Regions from separate parts of the Sus scrofa genome. Here all the other regions are linked to region 1. Evidence: chromatin contacts called from public Hi-C data. All regions are on one chromosome and are shown on one strand. The core of a region is the stretch at or near the end of the contact, and the rest is flanking DNA. Distances in the headings are between cores, read along the strand shown.

What was found. Hi-C and Micro-C count contacts between places; a contact is called where the count stands out from the background.
Region 2: a Hi-C map of liver shows a contact between it and region 1, with 6 times the contacts expected there. A contact is called at or near these places in 1 of 47 Hi-C or Micro-C datasets (liver) and 1 of 2 datasets of targeted methods (alveolar macrophages).
Region 3: a contact with region 1 is called in a Hi-C map of liver, with 5 times the contacts expected there. A contact is called at or near these places in 5 of 47 Hi-C or Micro-C datasets (embryonic fibroblasts, heart right ventricle and liver) and 1 of 2 datasets of targeted methods (alveolar macrophages).

Annotation. Positions count from the first base shown.
Region 1 is chr4:39,455,878-39,459,065 of Sscrofa11.1, reverse strand. No RefSeq gene overlaps it. Among named protein-coding and RNA genes, the nearest start is that of TSPYL5, 95 kb to the right of the region's middle.
Region 2 is chr4:39,611,341-39,614,789 of Sscrofa11.1, reverse strand. The region is part of intron 5 of CPQ (carboxypeptidase Q); the gene reads left to right. Among named protein-coding and RNA genes, the nearest start is that of CPQ, 240 kb to the left of the region's middle.
Region 3 is chr4:39,643,507-39,647,020 of Sscrofa11.1, reverse strand. The region is part of intron 3 of CPQ (carboxypeptidase Q); the gene reads left to right. Among named protein-coding and RNA genes, the nearest start is that of CPQ, 210 kb to the left of the region's middle.

The DNA.
Region 1 (3,188 bases), core at 461-2,960:
TCACTTTTAGGATTCAGGGAGTTCCCATTGTGGCTTAGTAGGTTAGGAACCCAACTAATATCCATGAGGATGTGGGTTCGATCCCTGGCCTCACTCAGTGGGTTAAGGATCCAGTGTTGCCATGAGCTGAGGTGTAGGTCACAGACGCAACTGGAATCCTGTAGCTGTGGTGTAAGCTGGCAGCTATAGCTCTGATTCAGTCCCTAGCCTAGGAATTTCCACATGCTGCAAGTGTGGCCCTAAAAAGCAAAAATAAAATAAATAAAATAAAGCGAGGATTCAAATTCTATTCAAGAAGCTCCCTTGAAAGAGGAGAAAATTGCCAGATCCAGAAGAACCACGTGTCACCCACCATTCAGGTGGCTGTTCAGTTACAGAGACACATCAGGAGCTTCTTTCACCGCCAAATAGTCTCCTGTACAAACGGAGCTGGTCATGCTCCACCAAGCAATTTGCCACGGAGGAAGAAGTTTAATAAAGTCAAAATTTAACTCATATCCTTTATGCACAAATAACCAAGCGATACCATTTTTTTATTATGTAACACAACAGACTTTAAGAATTGGGCTCCAGGTGAATCTAAGCCACCCTTGGCCTCCTCATTTTTTTTTTAAATTTTATTTTATTTTATTTTATTTTAATCTTAGGGCCTCACCCATGACATATGGAGGCTTGCAATGATTTGTCATTGAAAGGTCCTGGCTAACCTTGGTCAATCACCGGCCCCCCTTTAGGTATTTTTAGGGCCACACCCATGGCATATGGAGGTTCCCAGGCTAGGGGTCCAATGGGAGATGTAGCAGCTGGCCTACACCACAGCCACAGCCACACCAGATCCAACCTGCGTCTGCGACCTTCACTACAGCTCATGGCAATGCTGGATCCTTAACCCACTGAGCGAGGCCAGGGATCGAACCTGCATCCTTACGGATGCTAGTCAGATTCACTTCTGCTGAGCCACAATGGGAACACCAGCTACCCCTTTTGTTGGACTAACTTCCGTTCCTGGTATACCGAGCCTCAGAGGATGAGCCCTGGGGCATTTCTACTCTGGCCTCTATCATTCATCTCGTTTCCATTTAAGTGACTGATCTATGAATGGCCCAGAAGGAGGGTTCTAAAGAGTGGCTCTAAGCCTCTTCTACCTCATTATCCAGAAGTGGTATCATATCAGTGCTTCCCTAGATGGATACCTCAGCATCCACAAAGGATTTGCCTACTTGTCTATTTCCTCAGCTGGGATCTGCGCCCCGCCTTCCTTGTGTGCCTTCCATGAGAATTATTTTCCCCCCTCCACACCCAACTACGGCAATAGTTCATTCATTTGATAAACATCCACAGAGCATGTCTACACACCTGGCATGGCAATGCCCCAATTCCTGACCTTCAGAGAAGGAAAGACAGTGACCTAAGGCTGGAATGCAAGATAGAAAGTTCAGAAGAAAAGGAAGTCACACAGCATAAAGAGTTTTCCCCGGGGGAAGCAAACAGGAGAAGCAGAGACAGGAGCAGGAGCAGCTCACAGAAGTAGCCTGGGGACTGCTCTACATGAGAACTGCTCTCTGGCGTTGCTCTGTCTCAGCTCTGCTTTCTTACTTCTGGTCAGACTGGGAGGCTTGTGAAACCAGATCTCAAAGCATCGCTCACCCTTTGTGTCCCAGAAACCAGCCTCTGAGCTCCACACATGGGCACATCTTTGGCGAGGATGGGTCTTCTGGGGGATGGGAAGGAAAGGCTGTTAGTGGCTGTTCTGAAGGAAAGAGTGAGGGAAGAGGAGTGACAGCTAATGAAATAATAATTAACCACAATCAATAATACTGGATCGTCACTATGTAACCCCCACATCTGGAACACAAAATGACTAGTTCCCACACAGACTGAATCTTTACAAATATTTAAGCTGGAAAGGGATTAAGCAAACAAATCCTCATTTTTATTTTATTTTATTTTATTATCTTAGGGCTTCACCCATGGCATATGGAGGCTCTCAGTCTAGGGGTTGAATCGGAGCTCTAGCCCTCGGTCTACACCACAGCCACAGCAACACAGGATCCCAGTTGCACCTGTGACCTACACCACAGCTCACGGCAACACCAGATCCTTAACCCACTGAGCAAGGCCAGGGATTGAACCGGTGTCCTCATGGATACTAGTTGGTTTCGTTAACCACTGAGCCACGAAGGGAACTCCCAAATCCTCATTTTTATATCTGCAGAAAATATCTGAGTTGTGGCTTGGGTCATGCTGGGGTTTTCCGGGGTGAGAAATGATGCCTTAAATAATTACGGTTCTGTTTCCCTGGTCACCCTGAAGCTATTTTCACTGGTGTGCTGCTGTCTGCTCCAATCACATCTATGAATTTGCCCAACCTCAGAAAGGGGGGCTTGCATCTGGACACCGTTCACTAGTTCCCTGGAGTGCATTTCTCATACCGCGTTGATACCGTCTCATGAAGCGGGGACCCCACACCACTGACATCCGACTCACTGGAGAACTTGCTGAAATACAGACCCACCCCCGACCCAGAACCCCTGACTTTGCGTCTGTGTCTGACATTATCTGTTGATCAATAGACTCATTTATTTGTCTGTTTTTTCACCGCTTTGTCTTCAGCTCCCAGAAAAGTTTTAGGAACAAAGCAGGTGCTCAATCAGGATGCACTGAACAAATGAATGAACCGCCATAGCACATGCCTTTAGTGACAGTGGTTGGTTTTAGGAAACCTGACTGATGTGACCCAAGCCATTCATTTGAGACTGGATTCAAGTTCTAGGACTTGTCTTGGGACTTTTTCTTGGGAAGGAGAAGTTCTTTCCTTTCTGGGATCAACCCAAGAAATGTGGGATGATTTCCCCCAAGACTGAAGCTAACAAGAGGAAAGTGGAGCCAAGAGGTTGAGTGAAGGGGACCAGATCCTGATGACACAGACACTCTGGATCCAGCTGTGATCCTGTCCATAACAAGGACAATAAGTTCCTGTCTCCAGAGTCCATGCTGACATGGGCTCTATCACTCCTGGCTGCGAGAGAACTGCCTGACATACTCCAGGCTTTGTTGGTGGTTTGCCATCAGGATCCACAAGCTCAGTCGGGTTGCAGCTTTCTAGGAGCAGAGATTGTGCCTTTCATTCTTTCTCTCTCTCTCCCCCTCTCCTCCTCTCTGCTCTTGGGACTTGAATGCAGGGCAGG
Region 2 (3,449 bases), core at 435-2,934, 160 kb before region 1:
CTTTCTTAGAACCCCTGGGAACAAACAAGAAAAAGTAATAAGAACAAAATACTTATTAAAATGTAAATATGGTGGCTGGATCCCTGATGTGCGATGCTGGCAGCCCAGGAAGACCCAGGTGTGCAGGCAACGGACTTATCTGCTGGCAGAGCAGCCAGGCCTGGAAACTGACAGGCTCTGAAGGGAGCCTTTTGTTACCTGACTTCAGTGGCAGGTTGCTGGCTCATTCCCCTGCGTGGAATAGTTGAAACTTGTCTTTCAACTAAAAAGAGAACATGGGGGCAGAGATGCTTTCTTCATTTGGCAACCTAAGTCTATTAGAAAAAAAAAAAAAAGCGCCACTGCAAAGTAGCAGGAAAGCATGAAAAATGCTTTATGAAGAAACATAAAAGAAAACCAGAGGAAAGTGTATTCAGCCTTGGTCATTAAAAAGCACATTCCTGCTCCCCATCCTGATTCTTCCTCCCCTGCCAACAAAGTTTGTTTGAAGAGTTTCTTTGGTAGAACACCAGATGCACCCCAAGTATACAGATGTCTGTAACAGCTGGTTCTGGAATGATGGGACTCGGATAAGGAGAGACAGAATTTTCTACTTCATTTGGACTTTTACACAACAGTTTTCTGTGTGGCTTAATTTTGGGCATCTGACTGTTTTGACCAAAACTGTGTAGTATTTTTTCAGCCAAAAAATTTTTTCAGAGCTAGTGTCTTCCCACTGGCAGCTGATGAAAGCGGGTCCCCCCCCCCGCCCTTGCAGAAATGCCACAGGTGGTGCCGAGAATAAAATGACACATGGATGCCACCGAGAACTTGCTTGCCTCCTGACTCATATTTTATTTTCCATAGAGAGGCTGTTTTCAAAACTGACAGTGTCTGTAGCCTGGTAATGGAAGATAATGATTAGCATACCAAAATCGGAGTCCTCGCTGTGCTTAGAAAAAAATCCTTTACTTGCTCAAAAGCCCAAGCAGAGAACCATGTCGAAAATGACAAATGCGTATCTGTTTTCAAAGTGGATTGAGATTTCTCAGGCAGCCAGAACACAGTTATGCTTTTCAGTCTAAGGTGATCTAATTCTTGAGGGAACCTTCATTCTGGGCAATGACATGCGTTTTCTAGATGGGAAGAGAAATTGTTATTGCTTGTAATAAAGAACAGGCTGTCTTTCTTCTTCGGGAACCTCAGGGGGATGAAGCAAGTTTTAATAGTATAAAGACGTGGGCTGCGCAACACTGGAATGAGTCTTGTTTATTTACCATCTAATGCCCGTGGTCTGTTTGGTACAGAGAGATTTGCTTTGGTGCTGTGAGTTAAATGCTGGAACAGTAAGACTCTGGCTTAGATTAGGCAGCTGACTCAAAGTACCCCAGGTTCAAGGCTGAAAAATGGAATAAATCAGCATGGTTATCACACAGTGCCCTTGAACGCCTGGGTGGCTGGGTGGTGGGTAATGAACCATCCTCCCTCCTTAGGTCCTTGTGGGGTCCAGGCCTTCAGGAGATGACCTGGCATGTGGATATTTTTTTAAAACCTCTTTATTGCCAGTTGTCATCTGAAGACTCTAAAGACAAAGTTAGTTGCCCAGAACAATTTGATGCTTTGTGCCATGGATTCCCCAGTACCCAGAAATAGCTTTAAGCAACATGATAGTGAGTCAGGCCAAGAAGAACTGGGAAGCTGAGATCGATAGCCCGGTCAACTCTGTAATACTGTGTTGATTTATGCTTGGACATTCTAGACAGTCAGCCTGTACAAATGTGTACAAATGTACCTGCAAGTTGCTGCCAGCATGGTCCTAGTGCCAAGAGCGTGGCTCTTCTCCTGGACTGGCTTCCTCACTTTTCAGTTTCGTGACTGGCTGAGAGCATATTATTCTTCTTGGGGTCTTATCAGTGTTTGTCTGATGATATCATGTCATCATCTTCATCAGATGCCTGTGCTGCTTCCTTAATCCCCACGTGAGTCAGCCCCCCCGGCCCCGTGGGCTCGCTGAGGGGCCCACAAGCAGGCTTAAACTGTGGGCTCTGGGCCTGGATTCAAGTTCTGCTTCTGCTATTGTTATATATGTGACCATGAGCGAGTTGCTTCATGCACTTCCCTAAACCTCAGTTTCCTGATCTGTAAAATAGGAAACTAATAATACCTGCAGCCTTATGTTACTGTGAGGATCAGTGGAGAACAGTGAAAGGAACTAAAGCACCTGAAGTGCTTAGCAGACTGCCTTAGCACAGAATAGTAGGCACTCAGGAAATGCTAGCTTTCCTTACATAACCTCATTAGCAAACGTCTCTATTCTCTGGTTAGTGTTCTTCTGTCCACATCAGGGTCAGCATGACACTGCAGAAGTCTGTCTGGTTTCTGTTTCAGGTGGGCAGCATGGTAATATGATAGATTTCTCGAATACGGTCCATACAAAGTTATTATGAAATATTGACTCTATGCTCTGGGCTGTACGTTACATCCTTGTAATGGATTCACTATGTCACTTTGCTGACCTGGTTGGCTCTCAGGTCTGAGCAGCAGCCCTGGCTTTGGACCCCATCCAACCCTGTGCACAACATCTCTTTACTGTCCAGCCAGAAGCCTCCTAGCCCCCGTGCCCTGGCAACCTCACATGGCCTGCTGCTTGGGCCCCAAAGATTAGCCCCTGAGCACTTGCCCTCCATCTGCACAGACTCTGTTCTGGTCCTTAGCAACCACGATGCACCTTCTGAGGCCTCAGAGAACCAGGCCAGGTGGACACCTGCATCTATGGATTCTTGGAGTCTCTGACAAATTCCAGCATTCTCTCTGCTTGGTCCAGACACTTTCCACCTCATCTCCTCCATGTCACATCTGATTCTTCCTTGTCATAGAGGATGGATGCAGGATCTTAGGACTGAGTGTGGTTTGGTGTTGGCAGGAGGGGCTGGGAGGTTCGGAGTAACCCAAGAGCATCTTGGGTTTGTGACAGTGCTATTTATAGTCATCAGTTTTTATTTAAGGAATTTTTTAACTCCTGGGGGGGAAAAAGGATGTTCTTTATTCTGTGTATTCTTTAGAAAGAAACACAGGTTACCATCTGTTTTTTGTCTCTTGCAATGGGACTTGAGAATGTCTATGTCATCTCTATATCACTGTGTCCTAGTCATTTTGCTTTCTGGATTTTCTTAATTCTTGATTAGTTTTCTTCTTTCTCTTGTTCTTTTGTCCATGCATTTGCTCATCCATGCATTAAACCAAGCCCTGCTAAGTTATAATGAATGTTGAGCACTTTTCTCAGAGCACCGTGTGTAGTGCATAGGGAGAGAATAGGCACAGTAGTGGCTCAGAGCCTGCAGCTGACAATATGATTTGTGCCATTTCAGTGATTCCTGCAAGCAATGGGCTGGTGCTCTTTGACTTGCTGTTATGCTTTGTGTCTGCCTTTGTCCAGCCTCTTTCCTTCCCCACACTTTCTGTGTATCTCA
Region 3 (3,514 bases), core at 766-3,265, 190 kb before region 1:
ATATTATATTTATTTATTGCCCATCTCCCTTCCCAGAATATAAATTCCAGTAAGTCAGAATATTTGCTTGTGTTGTCCATGTCTGTATCTCTGGCACATAATAGAAACTCAATAAAAACTGTTGATTAAGGGCTTTTGCACACATGCCAAAGACGTGTTCTCCACTATCTTGCCGTGTCGTGTTTTTGCAAGAATGTACTTCCTTTGAAGCTATTCTCTCTCCCTTGTTCTGCCATATTTTTCACGTCTCATTCAGATTATGTTCTTATCCTCCTTTTAATCAGGCAAATCTGTTTGTACTCCGTCTCTCCATATGCCCCAACAACAAAGCAGTGGGGCTTGTCCAGGGGGCTGCTGTCTGTTCACCCTTAATGTAGTGTATCTTGGCTCTCAGACCCACAGCTGGCTGGCAGCTGGTTGTGCCAGTCCCATTCTTCATCCTCACAGGCTGTCATCCAGTGCCTCTCTGGCCTACTGCAGAAGCCCCTCCCCGGCTCCCTACCCTAAGGCTTGAGTGGGTCTTGGTGGTCGGGGCTAATGTGTGCCTCACAGATAACAGACTTTGTATTTCATAGCCTCACAGCCCCCATTCTGCCTCCTCATGTGTTTGGTGGTGGCTCTTCTTGGCTCTTGCTCTTGTTTTTTATAATTTTTTTTTTAGGACCACACCTGTGGTATATGGAGGTTCCCAGGCTAGGGGTCCAGTCAGAGCTACAGCTGCCAGTCTACACCACAGCCACAGCCATGCCAGATCCTAGCTGTGTCTATGACCTACACCACAGCTCACAGCAACTGCGGATCCTTAACCCGCTGATGGAGGCCAAGGGTCTAACGTGCATCCTCACGGATGCTCGTCAGATTTGTTAACCACTGATCCATGACAGGAACTCCTGTTTTAATAATTTTTACTCTTCACTGCATTTGGAGGAGGTGGTTGTAGGAAGGAAATTGGGAAGCGGGGAATTGGTCAGTGCTCTGTCTGCCTCAGGGCTCAGCACAGGAGTGAATGCCCCACTTCTCTGTTGGTTCTAGGCCATGTTACTGCTCTAAGAGCCCCACATCTGGCAACAGAACCAGTGCCTTCTCCTATCTTTTATAAGGTGATTCTTTTTCATAAAACTGGATTTACTATATCTCAGAACCCTGTCTTGTTTTTGTTTCGTTTCCTTAAATCAGATCCAAATGTGTTACAATTCATGCTCATTTCTGCCTGACCCTGGCATAAGGCATAGTGACTTTTCCGCTGGCATCCTTGGTGAGACTGCATTAAGACATTGCTAGCAGGACATCATGTTGAATGAGACCTCCTGCCCCTACTGTTTTCAAGGTCGAAGCTCTTATGATGAGGGAAATTCAAGTTCATCAAAGATGCTACTGAATTAGAAGAAACTTTTTCTCATGGGCTAGTTTTTAAATGAATTAATAATAGAATTACTACTACTATCTCTTGGTGACCCCCAATATATTTTGTAAAAAAAAGGAACACAAACAAACTCATAATTCAAATGGTTTGTGATCATTCTTCCATATCACCATGCCAATAACCTTACCCTACGGGGTGTCATTTAGTTCCTTATCATTCAAAACCATTTTCTCCATCATTTAACTGTTAGTTTAAATAATAATCCTGGATTGGAGAATGGAGGTATTTGAGAAAACATAAAGTATGATAGTAAAACAACCTCACTTATTCTGAAGGAAGTCTGAAGGTTAAACAATAGTTGCCTTAATTTAGTTACTCTTGTGTTATCTCAAGGAAAAATTGATTAAAGTAGATGTTCACACTTTTTATCCCCTGAAACTTTAACTTCATTGGGAAAATGGTTCTGAGGGTGGTGAGAATGTTGACTAATTGGCTTGTCATCCCCAAATGGGATTACACCACTTCTGAATCAGAATTTCCTGCTATTGCAACATGTTTTTTCTTCATCCTTTTTTTTTCCCCCCTTGAAACAATCCATTTGGGTTCATTACATGGCCATTTGTTAGTCTGGGGCATTGTCCTTGTTTGTGACTCCAGTGAAGTCATAGTAGGCTGGGTCTGTTTGTCCATACAGAGTCAGTGCGAGATCCTGCAGCTGCTCAGGGAAGGAGGCAGTGCGAGGGGGCACCCTGATATTTTAACCCCAAATCCTGCTTTCCCAAAGTCATGGGGAATTCTCATGTTAATCATCAAGAAGACTTGCTCAGCTTTGGTTTGCGTACTGCCTATGTAGACATCGACCTATCTAACTTTAAAAAAAAAACAAAACTTTTTATGGAAGTGTAATATTCTCAGAGAACATGCACAGATCCTAAGTGTGTGATGAGATGAGCTTTTGCAAACCAAGGGCACCTGCATAACCAGTACTCAGGTCAAGAAGCAGAGCATGACCAGCGCCCTCTTCTCGACTGTGCCCTCTTCCTTTATTTAAATTTGTAATTTATGTGACTTGATATTTATATATTGCATTATCTAGAAATCATGCCCTTCCTTACCATGGTCGACCATTCTCCTGTTTTGCTTGTTTTGATATTTTATGTAAGTGGAATTATACATAATGTATTATTTTCTGTCTGGCTTTGATTCTTCGCTATGTTCATGAGATTCATGCATTTATCATGTTTCTTCATCCCCACTGCTGTGTAATGTTCCAGGGGTCAGTACAATACATTGTTATTCTGTTGCTGACAGGTATTTGAATAGTTTTCTTGGGGCGGGGCAGGGGCGGGATTGATGCTATTACGAATAGTCCTTGAATGTTCTGGTACATCCTTTCTGGTGAAAGCAGCCGCACACATCCATTCCTGTTGGTGTGTAGCTGGGAGGAGAATTGCTGGGTCCCGGGGTGTGTATGTGTTCAGATTTAGCAGCTAAGCTATTTCCAGGGTGATTGTAAGTATTTATACTCACACTCAATGTTTGAGTACTCTCGGTGCTCCATCTCCTCACCAATATTTTGTGTCTTTTTCCATTTCGTTATTCCAATGGATATGCACTGAATGGGGTTTCATTTATATTTCCTTGATGGTAATGAATCTGAGCAACTTTTAGTATGATTACTAGTGATTTGTGTATCTGTTTTTGTGAATTGTCTTTTCAAGTCTTTTGCCCATTTGTCTATCACTGGACTCTCTTTTCATTACTGTTTCATAGGAGTTCTTTACATAATCTGGCTGTGGGACCTTCACTGAATATAAATATTATAAATATTTTCTCCTCCTCTGTGAGTTGCCTTTTCACTCCTCAGTGGAGTCTTTTGATGAACAAGTATTCCTAATATTTTAAAAGTCCAATTTATTATTCTTTTCTTTTATAGCTTGCACTTTTTGTGCCCAGTTTAAGAAACCTTTGCCTATTGCCAGTGACAGAGCTGTTCTAAGATTTCCTCTAACATCTTTATTTAAATTTGCAATTTATGTGACTTGATATTTATATATTGCATTATCTAGAGATCAAGAGACATACTTTCAATGTGGATAACCTGTTAACCCAGCATCATTTTACTTGGTTTTTACTTTGTTTAAAAGATGT